Regions from separate parts of the Triticum aestivum genome. Here region 2 is linked to region 1. The links are chromatin contacts, called in public Hi-C maps. All regions are on one chromosome and are shown on one strand. Each heading gives the region's core, a stretch centred on a gene start, on an enhancer-like site or on the middle of the called end of the contact. The rest is flanking DNA. Distances are from core to core; before and after follow the strand shown.

The links. A called contact is a pair of places that touch in the nucleus more often than the background predicts.
Region 2: a Hi-C map of leaf shows a contact between it and region 1, with 4 times the contacts expected there. The contact joins the promoter of LOC123180768 here to the promoter of LOC123180767 in region 1. A contact is called at or near these places in 2 of 5 Hi-C or Micro-C datasets (both in leaf) and 1 of 1 datasets of contacts at active chromatin or transcription factors (leaf).

What each region holds. Positions count from the first base shown.
Region 1 is chr1D:140,033,123-140,038,940 of IWGSC CS RefSeq v2.1, forward strand. It overlaps LOC123180767 (protein trichome birefringence-like 25), which reads left to right and starts at 3,710. Exons shown (of 3, transcript XM_044592900.1): 1 at 3,710-4,010. The coding sequence starts at 3,821.
Region 2 is chr1D:140,405,155-140,411,869 of IWGSC CS RefSeq v2.1, forward strand. LOC123180768 (putative F-box/LRR-repeat protein 23) reads right to left here and starts at 2,172. Exons shown (of 2, transcript XM_044592901.1): 1 at 1,771-2,172. The coding sequence starts at 2,120. LOC123180769 (proline-rich receptor-like protein kinase PERK1) reads right to left here. Exons shown (of 8, transcript XM_044592902.1): 2 at 6,176-6,715; 3 at 5,576-5,662; 4 at 5,388-5,458; 5 at 5,011-5,087; 6 at 4,712-4,859; 7 at 4,034-4,195; 8 at 3,286-3,877. The coding sequence ends at 3,557.

The DNA of each region.
Region 1 (5,818 bases), core at 2,460-4,959:
CATCCTTGGCATTGGCGTCTTACGATCTACATCGACAACTTACTAGCCACTGCTTCTACAAGCTCATGTGTTTACACAAGTTTGCTTCTTTGAGGCGGAGGACCAAAACGTCATCGAGTTTTGCTCACGGTGCATCGCTGATGGATGCAGGAGGACGAAGGTTTTGATATACACGAGGTTTAGATGCAAGGACTTGTGATACTTAAAATATGGACTTACGACATTCCGCAAAAGAAGGGATTCAAACTAAAAATAAATTGAGCCTTTAACCAGATTCAAAATGGTTGAAAACTGTCAAATAAGATTTCAATATATTCCCAGAGGCTCTAAACTACAAATGGGGCGCGAAAAAATTTCTGGAATTCTGAGTATATTTTGGAAAACATGAATATTTTTTGAAATTTGAATAATTTTGAAAATTTATAATTTATGTGAAAAAAGAAAGTAGTAAAGAAAAACAGGAACATGAAAAGCGAAGAAATAAAAAGAAAAAGGAAAAACAACTTAAATCCAAAAACTAGTAAGAAACGAAAAATGGAAACCTTTTAGAAGTTCCCAAAATCGGTAATATTCCCAAAATTGAAATGTTAAATCTATGTAATGGGCCAACCGAAGTCGATTGCCTGTGCAATAGGTGGACATAGTCCTAAAATACGGGAGCTCCTATGTGCCGCTTATTGCGGCACACAGTCGGGGCTTTGCACAGGGGACCGCCCGACTGGGCCAGCCCATCAGGGTGTGCCATACTATAGCGTGTGTGCGGATACTGTAGCGGGTAGCGGGCGAATAATCCGCAAAAATTTGTAGGCAATGGAGTGGGATCGAACCGTAGAACTCCTGCTACACTAGATAGTTCATAACCACTAGACCTAACAACAGTTACTGACTAAAACAGCAACGCAAAACTTTAAGAAGGAATGCCAACAACAGATCCTCATTTTTTAAAAAGTTCAAACACAACCTTTTCTTTGCAAACATGCATATTATTTTGAAACCCGATTTTCTAAAACATAGTAAATAGTATTTTAGAAAAGCAAAAATTTTAAATGCTAACCTTTTCAGACAATTAATAATTCTTTAAAACTCAAACAGTTTTCTAAAACGTCAAATATTTTTTGGAAAATCTTGATTATTCTTAAAAACATCAACATTTTTTAATCATTGATCAATTTTAAGAAACGGGAACATTTTTTCAAAACTTTGAATGAAGTTTGCAAACAGGAATATTTTTATAAACTTCGAACAAATTCAAAAGTGCGAATATTTTTAGGATCTATGAACAAAAATTAAAATCGGGTACATTTTGAAATTCCAAGAAAAATTGGAGAAATAGAACATTTTTTGAAAGCAGGAACATTTTAAACTCCTGAACAAAATATAAAAATGCGAACAATTTTTGAAAGAACAAACATTCTTTTAAACTCCCGAACAAATTTTGAAAATGGCAACATTTTCTGAAACTCTTGAATTTTTTCTTGAAATCACGAATAATTTTGGAAACACAAACATTTTTTGAAAACGGGAACATTTTAAACTCCCGAAAAAATATAAAAGAGCAAACAATTTTTGAAAACATGAATATTTTTTAAACTCCGGAACATATTTTGAAAATGGGAACATTTTCTGAAACTCTTGAAATAAAAAAAAACTTGAATAATTCAGAATCACAAACATTTTTTGAAAACATGAATATTTTAAACTCCTGTAGAAATTTTTGAAAACACAAACATTTTTTTAAACTCCAGAACAACTTTTGAAAATGGGAACTTTTTTGAAACTCTTGATTTAAAAAAAAAGATGAACAATGTTGAAAACACAAACATTTATTGAAAACAGGAACAATATCTGAAACTGGAACTTTTTTAAACTCCTGAAAAAATGAACAATTTTTAGAATTTGTGAATAGTTTCTAATTCGTGAACAAAATTAGAGATTGGAAACATTTTCTGAAGTTTCCGAACATTTTTTGAATTTGTGAAAAAAATTTCATAACAAGAACAGTTTCAAATTCATGAACAAAATTAGAAATTGGGAGCATTTTCTGAAGTTCCTTAACATTTTTTGAATTTGCGAAGAAATTTTCAAAACATGAGCACTTTTAAAAATTGTACACAACATTTTGAAAATAGGAACTTCTTTTGGAATTCCCCAAAATTGTCGAATTGTGAACAAAAATGTAAAACACGAACATTTTTAAAATATCTGGGAATTTGTTGGACACAAAAAATAAACTTGAAATAGGAAACAAAAAAGAAAGAAAGGAAAAAGAGAAAAAGAAAAATGAAAAAGATAGAAAAGAAAAATAAAAAAGAAACAGAAAAAACCAGTTCAGGAACTTGCTAGAAGGTTCCTAAAACCGGAAAAACCGGCTGAAGGTTCCGAAAACCATCCTGGAACACGCGCGTGCTTCTAAACGGGCCGGCCGGTCTTGATGCAAGGTGTGCGGTACCCCCACATTTTGACGCAGCGAGCGGCAAAAAGGATTTTCCCTAAAATACGACAAATAGGAATCAGGGAGCTCCTATACGGCGCTTTAGGCGCCTGTTGCGAAGGGCGCTCACGCGGCCACACTTGGGCCGGACAAACGCACGCTGGCTCGCTCGTTTGCCAAAGACAAAAAACTTCCTTCTTCGATGTGGAAAAATCCAAAAAAATCGCAGAAAAACAAAATTTTCATAAATACAAAAATGTTCAAGGATTTTGAAAAAATTGCACAAACTTCAGAAAGTTAATGAATTTGAAAAATTTCATTGATTTGATTTTTTCATCAATTTTTTAAAAACTTCATCAAATTTGATAATAAATTTTAAAAACTTGAAATGTTCACGATTTTAAATTTGTTCTCATTGATTTCGAAAAATTTCCATCTATTTGGAAAAAGTTTATCTATTTCAAAAAAGTTCATCGATTTTGAATAAAGTTCATCAATTTTGAACAAAATCATTGATATTGAAAAAAGTTCATGAATTTGTAAAAATATGTTTTTATTTTGAAGAAGTTCATCAATTTTTAAAAATTTTCAATGATAAAAAGTTCATCTATATTGAAAAAAGGTTAGAGAATTTTTAAAAATCAACTTTGAAAAAAAGTTGACGGATTTCAAGAAAAGTTCTTTTAGTTACCAAAAATTGCAAAATAGAAAAGTTCATGCATTTATCAAAAGAAAAAAAATGATACAAAATGAAGATAATAAGAATAAGAATAAGGACGAAAAATAAAAAAGACCATTCGAAAAGACGAGAAAAAGTAACAAGAAAATCGAAAAAGAAAGAAAAAGAGAAATTGAAACGGGAAAATAAAAAAGGAAATAAGAAAGAAGAAAACGTTGAAAAAGATGTTTTTTCCTTAGACACCGTTGAAAAAGAGGTAAGTTTTTTTTTGAGAGAATGAAAAAGAGGTAAGTAGTCACATGAAAAGAATGTGGCTGCTCACAGTTTTTTACGTTTTAACAACCAGAAAAAATTAGATGGGCCAGTCCAGGTCGCAGGAGAGTGTGCGCCCATTTGTAAAATGACCTATAATGGGCGCTGAAGCGCCAAATAGGTAATTCTCAAAAAATAAAAAATAAAGCGCCAAATAGGTGCTGTGTAGGAATTAAGGTCACGGGCCACGAGGCCCGGTCAGGAAGGAGGCGACGGATGAGGCTGAGAATGGTGGCAGGCCCCACAATGGGACTCCCACACGCCCAGACCGAGAGGGTCAGATGTCCTCGACTCGCAGTCCCAGTGTCTCCTTCCTCCTCTCCTACCCTGCTCGGCTCGCACGCACAGGCACTCGAGCTGGGGTCCATCCTATCCTAGTAGTATTATCCTAGCACCCCATGGGCTTGGGCCCGAGGTGGTCGCCGTGGGCGGCGTTGCCGTTCTCTCCTCGATCTCGCAAGGGAGGCGGAGGGGGGTGGGGATTGGGAGGGCTCAAGGCCATCGGGTGGATCCTCTTCGCCGGCGTCTCCTTCCGTCTGCTCTGCTCCTTCTCTTCCTCTTCGTCTCTGTCGCCGGATATCAAGGAAGGTACGGGATTTCTCTGCCAGTTCTAGTTTCAGTTGAGTAAGAAAGTTAAGAGATTCGTAGGGTTTAGGTTTATCTTGTCGGGGGTTTTAGTGAGGGCGAATTGTTTCGCATTTTGTCTCGCCTGTAGTTTTTGGTGATTTTTTGTTTGTTGGAAATTGCGCCGTATTTTCTTGAGTTCAAGGTTGGAACTTGGAACTTATGTTTTGGTTCCGTGAAATAGGAATTTTACTCTATCGTTCCTGAACGCCTGTTGTGGTCTTAATAAGACAAAGTTCAGAAAGATATTGGGTGATTGCAGATGAATAGGGATTGCACGTTTACAGCCTAATTGTTCTGTTGCATCTTGAATGCTGGGGAAATCGGTCCCTATCATTTTTAGGTATAAGTGTTATTTTCCCCCGGTTCGATGGGTAGCTCGGAACGGGACTGAGAACAAAATGGAGCAGTTTCGAGCATTTTCATTTGATGTATGTACTTTCTAGTATAAAAAGTTGATCTTTTACTTATCCTCCATGTTTGGAAACATTGAACCTTTATTTATGAGCATAGGAGTCGTTATAACGACAGTTGTATTTGTTTTGTTTTCCATTGGCAATTGCCAACTTGAATTCTACATTTTGGTTTTAAGGTGTGCTTTTGCATGGAATAGAAAGTAAGACACGAAACCGGTGGTTTAATCCCGTCTAGCGGGTAAATATTTATGTAAAATACCGAGAATTCAGATACTGCCATGTGATGTACTTGAGTTAAAAAGTACGGGAATGAAATTCTATACAATTATACTAAAAGCTTTGCTTCGCTACACCCATAAAAAAATATTACAAGCTTCGACACAGATCAATTGTTAAGACAAAATTGCTACTAGTTGACTTCTTTGATTAAATGTTAGCAGCTCCTTTGCTATTCATTTTATAGAAAATATTTATAAGGAAATGGGTATATGTTTGTGGGCACCAAAAAAATTACTCCCTCTGTCTCAAAATGTAAGACATTTGACATTATCATAGTGTAAAAAACCGTCTTACATTTTGTGGCAGATGTAGTAGTAAATAATGTTTATTGACACTTTTGGCGGCATAATCATGAGTGTAACAGTTGAGTTCAATTTGTTAACCTTTGTAGACCTTCCCAAATTTGTGGCTTAGGAAGAAAAGGGATAAAATTTATATGTTTGATAAGTGCTAAAAAGTACCCCCTCTGTAAAGAAATATAAGAGCGCTTAGATCACTAAAGTAGTGATCTAAACGCTCTTATATTTTTTTATGGAGGGAGTAATAATTTTTAGTCCTCAGTTGATAACTTGTCATAACATTTTCACTCATAGGTTCCACATCTTCCATGTCAGCTTGCCATATTTGTGGCTTAGGAAAAAATGGTGAATGCGTTTATATAAGTGCTAACAAAACGAATTCTTAGTTGTCATAACATCTTTATTCATAGGTTCCACCCCTGCCAATGTCACAACTCGTGGAATTCATATTAATATGAAAGATATCTCTTAAATCCTGAGCTGTAAAGGAATTTAGCTTTACTTTTCAAGGGTAATTAGGATACCAATTATGTAGATCATTTTGATTTTCAGATAGAAAATATCACCATTCAATCTGCCCACTATACCTTTTGTCTGTTTATAAACACGGCAATGTATCAGGTGAAAACTCTATTTCAGTGCAAACATGGAATCTTTCAATCCGAGCTCTCGGATTCAGAATCGACGGGTCAGATGAAAGGTGGGATATCCCTCTAATCACTTGAATATATATCACGAAAACCCCCTCATGACTTCCCTCTGCTTCGTGAACTCTCTC
Region 2 (6,715 bases), core at 922-3,421, 370 kb after region 1:
TAGCTAATAGAAGGAACGAAATAGATCAAACTGCCGGGAAAGAACATAAAGCTGCTATGTAAGCTAAGGACATACTGACTGAAGTGGGGCTAAGTGATGGTATCTGTTGAAGCAAAGAATAAAAGGCAGTTTGCTACTTCTGTTTCCATGTACATGTGCAAAATATGAACTTAATGCTGCATGATAAGGCACTCATTTCCATGCACTGCTACGACATGATAATGCGATCTCCTCCTCTCACCAAAGAAACATGCAGCATCAGTATTCAATACACTGCTGGAAATGATGACTGTGCTCTGCAGTCATCCATTCATGCCAGCCTATGGAATATCCAGAGATAAGAGCAGCAAGCCAGCAACATGAAAGCATACAGCCAATCTAGGCAAACTTCTTTCACAAGACGATTGGTTCTTTTTTGTTTCTTCTGTAAGAACGATTATTCTCTATGTCAAACAGTATAGTTCAATTATGGTACTTAAGTGCATCTTAGTTTTATTTTATATATACTGATGAAGGAATCCATTTGGTTTCTGCAGGCCAATTGCAAGGGGTTCAAGGGTTCTAAATTCGTTTCTTGTTATATAAGAGCGGACTAGCGGTTTCTCTTTAAACTTGAATGCAAATTTCTTGTTATATAGAGCGGATTCTCTTTAAACTTGAATGCGAACCAAAGCCAGGTTTGCTTGCATCAAAGGTGGCCATCTTGTTCGATCCAGCGAGGATACTCGCCGCCGAGCAGCAAGAGGTGGGGAAGGTCTCGCGCTCATGTGCTTGCAGGACTCGGCGGCGAGTGTGATGCGGTGAGGTGGGAACGTGATGCTTCGGACGAAAGCCTTGTGCCGACCTAGTCGGCAACAATGACGGCGACACCTATGGGCCACATTTTTTCCTCGGAGGTGTCATCGAGAAGCTTCCGTCTTTGTTCCATGGTATGCTCCGGGCAAAAGCCTTAGATCCATATTGGATCCAACGACAAAGACGCCATCGATGTCATTTTCCCCCTTGGGGGCGTCGCCTTCGAGCCGTTGATTTGCGGTCGGTCGTTAGGGGTCCCGGTTGGTTTGCTGGCACTTCTTGGGGCGTCTGGGGTGCCTTGGTCATCCTGGTGTTGTTGATCGACCTCCTCTCATGAGTGCCTCTCATGAGTGCTCGCGACGTTGGTGATGTCTCAAAGTTCAGTGACCTTCGATTGCGCTTGAGGTTTCGTTGCCTTGCATAGGGCTCTAGTTCATTCTATTTATGATGGTGGCCATGGGGTGGCCAAGAGGAGGTGCAGGGGCTGTCTCGGCAGATCATTGCCTCTCTTTGTCACAACGTGGCTAGGTGGTGGGAAGCCCTTCGACAATAGATGTGACACTCTCCTATGTCTTGAAGGTGAAGAGTGATCCCAGGGGCAGCGACTTCTTCTCTGGGTCTTCTCGGTGTCAGATTTCCTTTCCACTGATCCAACTATGCTAGTTTCTCGGTCTGATCTAATGGCGATGGTTGCTGAGCTCTTGGTGGTGGTTGTTTGTTGTAGCTCGTTTCTAGTTCTCATTTCAGTTCTCTTCCTCTGCTTCCCTGATCCTTGTGTGTCGTGCGCTACGTCCTATAGCCGTCGTGTGCTTTTGCCTGCCGTAGCAGCTTAAGAAAAATGCACGCGACTAGTAAATCATAAGTTGCGCTAATGATCTATCTACAATACCCTAATTGCAGAATAAGGAAAATCGAAGCCAGGCATGAAGCCCAATCTTCCATCGAGAGGGGAGGGGAGAAATAAAGAAATCTCACTGCTCGGTGAGGAATAGGAGGAAGTGGTCGGTGGCGTCTTCGCCCCAGAAGGACTCACACCGGCCCGACCCCCGCCGGACGGCTTCCTTCGCCATGCCTTCGTCAATCCGGTAGTTGTGATATTTGTGGATGCGCATGTCGATGCGGCGCCAGAGCTCGGGTTCATTGCGTATGGCCCGGCGCCAGGAGCGGCATACTCGCCCCGCTCCGCCCACCATGAGCTCGATGGTTTCCAGGTATTGGAGCACCGACAGTAGCGCGTCTATAGGCAGATCCGCCCAATCCGCGGACGGCCGCACCTCGCCGCAGCGGCGGGGCCGGCGGCGACGGCGGGAGGGGAAGGAGGACATCGCGTGGGGCGTGGGGCGTGGGCCTATGTTCTTTTTTTTTAGGGGTGGGGCGTGGGCCTATGACGGAGCGTGCACTCGCGTCAGGCCGTCGCTATAAATGGGCCAGCCTAAGGTTGCAAGTAAGTTATTCTTTCCCCAGTTTTTTCCATCGTTCTTTTTTTTTTAATATTGTGAATACATATGTTTAAAAACATAAAATTAATGCAATGTAAAACATTTATCTTGATTAAAAAAACCAACATATTAGCTTAATGCAATGTAAAAAAAATAGCTTGATTCAAAAAATTGTTGATAGCACACAAAAAAAAATGTTGTGAAATTTAAAAAAAGTTCATGAATTTTAATGTAATATGTTGAACTTTGTATGAATTAGGTTCAGTTTGCATGAAATTTGTCCTTCTAGTTCAATTTTCATTTGAAATGCGGGTGGACGTTTCGGCCATGTGGTTGGGTGGCCGGCTCCTGTATTCTCGTCGAGGGACGGACGACGAGCCCGATTTGCAGAACGCCGTTGGAGATGCCCTTATAACCCTTGTTTTTTCTTTTTAGGTTATAGGTGACTTGGAGTAGATGTTGCCACCTGCTGGCAGTCCAACAATGATTTGCCAGAGAAGATCGGACAGTCTATCCAACAGGGATGATGACAGTGAGGCCAGGTTGCTAGGTTCGTCTATCCCGAGCAAACCGTCAGATGGAATCATTCAAGCAGAACACGCCACCGGGAGAGAGAACACGACGAGGGAGCCACCGGCCAAACCCAGCAACGGTTAGTAGTACAGCCTGGACCGACATTTCCAATCTTGACACCTTTACTACTCAACCTCCCACCCCCAACACCTCACACACACCTGCACTGCGTTGCGTTGCCTTGCGCTGGCTTCCTTCCAAACCTGGGACCTGGAGGAGGGTCACGCGTCGCGAGCCATCCCTGGGTAACTGGAAAGAAACGCGTGACAACCTCCTCCCGTGAGCTGTCCCGTCGTCCATGTTCCGTGCTTCCGAAGAACAGCTCACGGAATTTGGCTTGCAAGACAACTCACAAGTTGCATCCTGCCTAGCACATATTCTATCCACACTCAACAATAAGATAAGAATAAGATAGCCCCCATAATGATGTAAGTTGCCGCGCATGGTAAAAGAGACGCATCAAAGGCACGCGAGCAAGTGGTAAAAAGAATCGTTGGGTTACTCTTACTCAACCCTGAGTGGGTATGAACAGTACAGCACTCAATTAGCTCTTTGAATTACATAGCAAACGGCGGTGGGCAGATCGGTCAACAACATATGAAAGAATCAACGGCTGCAGCTACCAGAAGCTATACTTGGGTCAAACATCCCTTCCTCGCACACAAGTCAAGTCAGCATATAAATTCAACCGGACTTTACAAATTGCATCGACGAGAAAGTCAAAAAAGGGGGGGTAAAAAAGAATTCCCTCACGACGGCCCGCTGTATCCTGAACTGTAGCCACTGTGGCCACCTTTCTTCATTGTCCCTGTCTCGATTTCTTGAGTTTGTTGGCCCTCACTGCTTGATGCAGATGGTATCTGACCATACTCGCTCGTCGGCGCACTGTATTGGCTGCTCGTGTAGTCATTCGTCGTAAAGGCCATCTTCTTGAACTTCTTCATGTCCTCGTTGTACTGCCCAGAATCATAGTCAGAGCTGCTGTATGATCCGAAAAAGCGGCTATGACCAGGCCGAACACCTTCGTTAAGATCCTCCAAAGAGACGTCACCTTCTAAGGCCCGAACAACCTGGCAATCATATCAGGTATGAGCAACCACATAATTCTCACTTGTAGCCACAATACTAAGGGCTGAAAGCATTATTGTGCTATAAGCAGATTACAGCTCTATTAACATCTAAAATGCCCGAAGTAGATGTCGAATTGATTTTCATATACAAGTTACCTGACTCATTCGAGGGCGACGACGTGCTGAATGGCGTACACATGCAGCAGCACATGCTATCATTCTGGCAATCTCATTAGGATTGAAATCCTTTCCCAGACGAGCATCCACTAACTCATCATAGTTACCATCCTCAAGTGCTCGCATCAGTAAAGGTCTTGCCTATAGATGGTCAAATATGTTACTCCATCGACAACATTAATTCAATAGAAGAAACGATTCTAACAGAAGGCTTACAGATAATGAAGTATATAAATTGACTACAAAGAAATGACACACAGACAATAGCTTTGTCAAAAAAATGTTCAATGATCATATAGTTTCTTACAACTTATTAACATACAATGATCAAAACTAGCAAAGCAATTTGCTTCTACAAGACCATGATAAGTCAAAAGCTAAAACAATGTTTGACTCGAGGTTGTATTCTTAAAGCATTCAAACATAAGTATGCAAATGTACTTACAGCACATAATATTAAATCTACAAACGTCATGATCAGTAATGACAATGACAGCACATAATATTAAAGCATTTTAAAAAACAAATCATGAAAATGATCATGTACCCAAAATGTCCCTTGCCTGACGTACATAAGAAACTACCAAACTTTCCTGACTTATCTAGTCGAAGTATCATGGGTAACACCAAACTTAAGTAGGCTATTAAAATACTTACCCAATCAACCAAGCTGTCATCCATATATGTTTGGGTTGAATCAACAGGCCGGCGCCCAGTTATCAGCTCAAGAAGCATCACTCCAAAGGAAAAGACATCTGATTTCTCAGTTAGCTTTCCAGAAGACGCATATTCTGGTGCTAGATACCTAATACCATAAAAAAGGTCTCAGGAAACTGTAACTGCAACTACAGCATAGCAAATTGAATGATGATTCAGTTTCTATCTAAAATACTGAAACAATATAAATGACACAAACTAGGGGTTTTCCCGTAAAGAAATTTAAACATATCACACACCCGAAAGTGCCCATTACTCTTGTTGACACATGTGTGCTGTTATCAGAGGTGAACTTTGCCAGACCAAAATCCGCAACCTGTAGAGAGGATTACAATTAGCTCTGGTTATGCACAAACAAAACGAGTAAGACACTGAAATTGGATAAACTCAAAGTTGTTGTCTACACAGCTACATCAATAAACACCTTAAGATGGCATTTCAAATTTCAACAACAAATACACAAAGATAATTGCACCACATGTTTACTCCCAAAGCATGTAAATTATTTATGTCAGAACTCTAATGAAGATGGTAATGTTAAATTAAATAAATGGTTAAACAAATGTTGTTAACAGACACGATAGAAAGGAAGCAGAAATGGAGAAGTATAACCTACCTTAGCTTCGAATTTAAAATCAAGAAGAATGTTTGATGACTTTATATCACGATGTATGATCTTCGGGTGGCCTGTCAATTATGAAAACAAACATTATTTAAGGACCTGTTTTTGGTTACACGCCTATCTTCTATGCTAGTTTTGAAATATAATTGCACAAAAAAAGGTACACATTGTGGTAAACTCACAATCTTCGTGAATGTATGCCAAACCCTTAGCAGCACCAAGGGCAATCCTTAGTCTTATGGGCCACTCCAACGTTGGACGGCCTTCTCCTGTGGAAGGTGAAAGCAGTCTTAACAATCAGCAACAAAACTTAGGGCGTATAACATATCATATAGCGACTAACTTGTAGCATACAAGCCTCAAATTAGAAGTAAAAAATAAAATAAAAAATGAAGGAGATACAAAACTTCATCCATGAACTTCACTATGATAGGGCATATTACTGTCTGTTGCCATTTCAACCAAGTAAAACACAAAGTAACTAGCGAAATGGACAAAGGGCTTTTGATTCTACTTGGTTCTTTCCCGCAAATGCAGAGTTTCTAATGACAATTTTACAAGTTAGTAGTTACTATGGTAAAAGGGAACAAGCTAGAAAATTAAATCATATAGTTTCAGTTGTTATCTAGTTTTAACATTTTCTTTGTGAAATGTGAATAGATGTGTTTCTAAAGTTGTTGTTTTATGGGATGTGGGATAGATGTATTTATACGCTCAGCTATTATCGTCTCATGGATAAACCATGCATACAGAAGATAGATCAATGAGGCAATAAGGCATACCATGTAAGTGGAATTCCAATGTGTTATTGGTGACAAACTCATATACAAGCAACCTCTTCCCCCCAGAGATGCAGTAACCAACCAGAGACACAAGATGCTTGTGATGAACACGGCTGATAATCTCAACCTCCGCCTGGAACTCACGCTCTCCCTGGCCACTCCCAAGTTTCAATTGCTTCACAGCAATCTCTTTGCCATTAGGCAGCACTCCTTTGTGAACATATCCAAAACCACCTTGTCCGAGGAGATTAGCATCAGAGAACCCATCGGTTGCCCTCACCAGCTCATCATAAGTGAATGTGCTCTTAGAGTTCGTGAAGCCAAGGGCGGTGCCAGGGGATGGTGGAGGCAGGATCTCACCACCTGAGTAATTAGAACCTGACCCACCGCTGCTGTTTATCATAGGTGGTGGAGGCGGCGGTGGTGCCTGTGGAGGACGATTGGCATATGCCGGAGGAGGTGATGGGTGCATCTTAACCACATGATCAGGTGGAGGAGGAGCATTATTCTGCCAATTCTGGTATGTTGCTCCATAATGAT